2 separate regions of the Macaca mulatta genome follow, and region 2 is linked to region 1. A link is a contact called in public Hi-C data. All regions are on one chromosome and are shown on one strand. Each heading gives the region's core, a stretch centred on a gene start, on an enhancer-like site or on the middle of the called end of the contact. The rest is flanking DNA. Distances are from core to core; before and after follow the strand shown.

Evidence for each region. Hi-C and Micro-C count contacts between places; a contact is called where the count stands out from the background.
Region 2: a Hi-C map of CD4 T cells shows a contact between it and region 1, with 3 times the contacts expected there. The contact joins the promoter of ANKRD42 here to the promoter of PCF11 in region 1. A contact is called at or near these places in 2 of 14 Hi-C or Micro-C datasets (CD4 T cells and fetal cortex germinal zone).

The regions. Positions count from the first base shown.
Region 1 is chr14:83,683,185-83,685,795 of T2T-MMU8v2.0, reverse strand. PCF11 (PCF11 cleavage and polyadenylation factor subunit) reads right to left here and starts at 1,297. Exons shown (of 16, transcript XM_028833877.2): 1 at 791-1,297. The coding sequence starts at 982.
Region 2 is chr14:83,721,442-83,724,052 of T2T-MMU8v2.0, reverse strand. It overlaps ANKRD42 (ankyrin repeat domain 42), which reads right to left and starts at 1,280. Exons shown (of 11, transcript XM_077964118.1): 1 at 264-1,280. The coding sequence starts at 321. It overlaps LOC106993411 (a long non-coding RNA gene), which reads left to right and starts at 1,324. Exons shown (of 3, transcript XR_013404239.1): 1 at 1,324-1,525; 2 at 2,457-2,573.

The DNA of each region.
Region 1 (2,611 bases), core at 48-2,547:
GAACTTTTCAGAGAAACTGCAAGTACTTGTTACCCTCTGGGCCAGTTCTCCACCTACAGGTTGGATAAGATCTCCTCCCCCCACCCAAACCCCACCCTCAACCCCACTTGCCCCTATTTTGGGACAAATTAGACCCTCCAATAGGAGAATAAAAGTTTTATCTAGCCGCCCCCACCCCAAAATGGGGCTGACGGGTGTGAGCAGCTGCCTGGCTGGCAGGGAATGGATTCTCCTCTCTTCCCTTTCGCATCATGTGCTTTTCAGGCGCCATGTTGGGCTCCTAACAGGCGGCTGCTCCACTCGGGGCCAAATCCCTATTCCCACCCACCAACAGCTCGCTCCCAGGTCCCCCTTCACCTCCTTCCAACCCACAGAACACAATTACCAAAAAGGGTGCTGGGGGAAAATGGGAGACCCACTCTCCCACTTCCCAGGGGATTAAAATGGCTTATGTTAACTCTTACTTCCCCAAACCACAAACTGCCTTTAAGTCTCCCCCACCCAAAAGGGCTCTATTCAAAGCGTGTGTGTGTCGGGATATACAATGCGGTGGCCTAAAAAGGGAGTTGGTAAGCGGAAGTGGGACTCCACCCTTTATCCTCCCCACTCCCTCCCCCCGAGAGGCCCATGCTCCAAGCCTGGGCCAAAGACCGAGCCTGAGTTGGAGGGGGGTGGGGGGTTGGAGAGAAGGAACACTGTCCCCCTTGGGATGGAAGCGAGACCTGGGATGAGGCTGACACTAAAATCAGGGAGTATTAGAAGAATAGGAGGCTGCGGGGTGTATAAAAACCTTGGCGGTTTGGGCCTCGATGAGAGAGACGATCTCCTTGGCGAAGGGCAGGTTCTCCTCGGCTAGAATGGTCAGCATATTGATGTGCGGCTTGCTATTGAAGGTCAGGTCTTCGAGCGATGACTGATAATCCCGACAGGCGTCCTCCCGGGCCCCCGCAGCACCGGCCTCGGCCGGCGTCTGCTCTGACATTGCGCCGCGGCCCCCCTCCGAGGTCCGCCGCAGCTGAAGCTGAAGCCGCTCTGGATACCCCGCCTCCCTTCCGACTCCTCTTCCTCTCCCCGGATCTCTCGCGGCTCCGGCTTCACCACATGCTGACCGCGGAGGGGGGATGGGGGACGACACAGGGGGAACCTCGGGTATGAAACGCCGCCGTCTCGCGGGTGATCTCCGTCCACTTCCAGCCGCCACAGAAGCTTCTTTCTCCACAGACACAAAATGGCGGCGGCAGTGGCGGCTCCAGCTCCGAAAATGTCTGTGTTCCCAACCGCTGCGTCGTGCGAAATGAACTAGGGGAGGGGAAATGTGCGGTAAAAGGGCGGGGCCGCTGATAAAACCAGGCGTGATTGGCTGGCCCGGTAACGTCACGAGCCCCGCCCCCGGCCCTTCCGCAGGACGTCCTGGCACCGCCTTCTTCTCCGGCCTCTACCCGGACTTTCGCAACATCTACGGCTCGGAGGTGCGCTGGAAAAGACGGCCCTTCTCATTGGCCGATTCATAAGGGACTGTTCGGTCATTTGTTACCATAACAACCCATTCAGGGAAGCCAATAGGCCTGGGGAAGGCAGTTCCCGAGGCCCAACCCAACCACTTTAAGAAGAAGGCTCAGCCGTCCCCTCTTCGTCCCTCCCTCTAGCTTCCCAGCCACTGAGCGGGCCTGTCAATCATCTTTCCTCCCGCCTGCCCCGTAGCTGCTACCGACGGTGGGGGCTGGAGGGGGCGGAGGCTTTCTGCGGCCGCACCCCCTCTCTGTTAGCGTCTCAGGTGCTCTCGAGAGCCTGGGAGGGTCCAGCTGCCGGGGCCGGTTACCCCTCTGGGAACTGGAAAGTGAGAGGGAGGTGCTGAATTTACCCGTAACCTCGAAAACCACCGCTGGAGAGTTTATTCCAGCACGCCTCTTCCCACACCCACAAAAATACCTAGGCGAGCTTGCCTGAGTTGAATCCCCAGGAAAATGCATTTTATTTAGAGGTTAAGTGTGAAAGGCTTTTTCCTTGGGGGTTTGGAGGAGCTCTTTAAGGAGCCCACTCTGAGCTCTAGGAAGAGTGTTTCTCAACAGCCACAGCCAGCCGGACCCTAATATCTCCACTGTGAATCTGCATTTCAGAACCTGCTTAGCATACACTGTTTGGGGCAAGTAGGAAGACACACACGCATACACTTTTTTTTAAACTTGTGGGGCTCTCTTCCCAGGTTGGAAATGATGCTCGCAAAACACACAAAGCTTTCAAATAAATAATTCACTATGGAGCTGCGACATAACACAAACCAAACGTAATTTTTTCATTGAGTAGTGATATTGACCTAAATATAAGCTTTTAAAATGTGTCAATTACGGGCTGGGCGCGGTGGCTCATGCCTGTAATCCCAGCACTTTGGGAGGCCGAGGCGGGCAGATCACGAGATCAAGAGCTCGAGACCATCCGGGCCAACATGGTGAAACCCCGTTTCTACTAAAAATACAAAAATTAGCTGCGCGTGGTGGCATGCGCCCGTAGTAGTAGTCCCAGCTACTCGGGAGGCAGAGGCAGGAAAACCGCTTAAACCCGGAAGGTGGAGGTGTCAGTGAGCCTAGATCTCGCCACTGCACTCCAGGCTGGT
Region 2 (2,611 bases), core at 31-2,530, 38 kb before region 1:
GTCCGTAAGACTGAACAAGAGTTGATGTTAAGCTGGGCAAGAAGACCCGGAGGACTGGTGTGGATGGAAAAAAGGAAAGAAAGCTGAAATAATACAGAACAGGGGAAAGTTGACAGCTTTGGTATCTCCAAAAACAAATTAGAAAGGGAAACGGGGAGCGACACCTGAGAAAAGGAAATGCCAGAAAGGGCTAAGACTGTTGCACGCTTAAGTAAGAAAAGGAATGTGGCAGAGATGAGGGCCAACGACATAGTCTGACTCACAGGGGTTTGCAGTCTCCCTAGAGGAAGTGGAGGGGCCTGAATTAGCCACCCCGGGCATGGTGCAACACCTCCGACTCTGGGGAGTAGTTGAGTCCAGGCCCCTGATGCTGCCGCGGTCTTCACTTGCTCTCACCCACGAGCCACTGCAGGGGCAGCGGCCCTCTTCTCCGTCGTCACTAGGACGGGGCCCAAGGTCCTCTCTTGCTCTCTCCCAGAAGCTGCAGCAGAAACCTTCGTCTTCACTTTCTCTCTCCCAAACGCCACTGAGGCGGCAGCTGGCGTCTTCACTGCCGCTCACACCGGAGGAGTCGCTGGCTGCGTAGCCGCAGTCTTCACTTACTCCCTCCCAAGAACTACCGAGGCTGTGGCCGCCATCGACACTCCCTCCCTCCCAGGAGCCACTGAGGCGGCGACTGCGATCGTCTCTGACTCTATACCCGAAGTCACTAGTTCGCGGGTCCCGGACGTCACTGACTCCCTCCCAAGTACCACTTAGGCGGAGGCCTCGGTCTTCTCTGGTAGTTCCCCTGGAGTCGGCAGTTTGGTGGCCTCCAACTTCACTAAAATTCACGTCGCTGCTGCAGAAGCTGCGGTCTCCCCTAACTCTCTCCCAAGAGTTTCTGTGACTGCGGCCACTATCCCCCCTAACTCTCTCCCCAGAGACGCTGCGGCAGTGGCCGAGGTTTTCACTGACCCTTCTCAAGTCACTGCGGGACAAGCCGGCGTCTCCACTTAGGCTTCCCGCAGCGACCCTGGAGCGGCGGTCACCCTCTTCACGTTTTCTTTCCCCGTCGTCGCTAACTCTTTCCCTTGACTCGGCGCTGGAATGGCCGTGTAGGCCGTTTATCCTCCACACGTGGTGGCTAGTGCGGCGGCCGCCGTCTTCGTCTGCTACTCCCTGAGAGTCGCTGTGGCGGCGGCCGCCTTCGGCTGGTACTTTCTCGGAGCTGCTTTCCAGCCTCCCGACTCCAGTCACTTGGCTGGAGAGGCAGCAAGGCCGTCGCCTTGGAAACGAGTACACTTCCGACGTGCTGAGGTCATTTCCCGTTCCTCACGGCTCACGCCATTTCCGGTTTCCTTTCCCTCAGCTGTTTCTTGGCTTTTCGTCTGGACAAATCGGGTGGTGGTGTGAACTGGTTTTCGGTAAAATTCGGCTCGGCCTCACACGAGCCTATCTAGGTCCGTCTCTGGAGTGGCCTGTCATCGATCGCGCCCTCCATCGCTGAGCGACACAAGTGGAACCTCCCAGGACTGCATTCTGCGTAGGTGACCTGTGTGGCGCGGACCGGGCGGGGCCTTTTTGTCCTTGAGCAAACCTAGTATACTTTCTCAGTGGTGGTTGGAAGGAAATTTGTAACCCTGTCATTTCGCAAGTATGGAAAAAGACCTAAAGGAGAGTTTAGCAGCTGCAGCCGCTGTTTTTATTGAGTACTTTACTAGCGTCAACTCTTAAATAATCGCTTGTTAGATGTTACCCCTATTTTATAGGTCAAGAGACTCAATATGTCGGTACGTTGGTAAGGCCAGGCAGCAGGTAAGTTGTAAAACCATTATAAAAACACAGGTCATTAGTCAAAAGACTGCTTCAGGTCTCCTGGCTCCAAATCCGGGGTTCCTTTCACTGTAGCATGTTTACTGCTCAAATATTTCTCTACAACCCTATTGCTTAACAACAGGAATGAATTGTTTCATCATTTGTTGGAAACATATGGGTCACGTTTTGTACCAGCAGCAGAAAATACAGAAATTAGTAAGAATTATCTGCCCACCAGAGGCATCACCAACCCAGATTCCCCTCTCGGCCCAGTTTTTCCACCCTTATTGCCTTCTCCCTTCTGGAATAACGAACTGGTCCTAGAAACATAGCATACTTTTTAGTATCTCTGTGCCTTGTCATGTGCTGTTCGTCTTACCAGGAAACTACCCTGCCTTTCCCCCAGTTTTTGTCTGTGAACACATTTGGGGAATTCTCCTGATCCTACCTCTACTCTCTTGAGGTACAGTAAATTGTCTTTGACTTCCATCACCTTTTGTAATATTACTAATTTCCATTTATTGAGTTCCTGTGATCTGCCTGGTACTGATCTAAGTGCTTTATATTAGTTTTCTTGTTCATTTTTTTATACTAACATAAATGAGTTTGACTCAATTCTTATAACCTGCCAAAATAAGTATTCCTCTTCCTTTTTACAGAGAGAGAAACAAGGAACAAAAAAGTAAATTGCCTGAGGATACACTGCTAGTGTTGCGGGACAAATGAGAGAGACGGGAGAGGCCGAACAGAGTTCAGGAGAGCTCTTTATTATTAAGGTGATCACTGGCTCAGTCGGACTAGGGTCCAGAAAGAC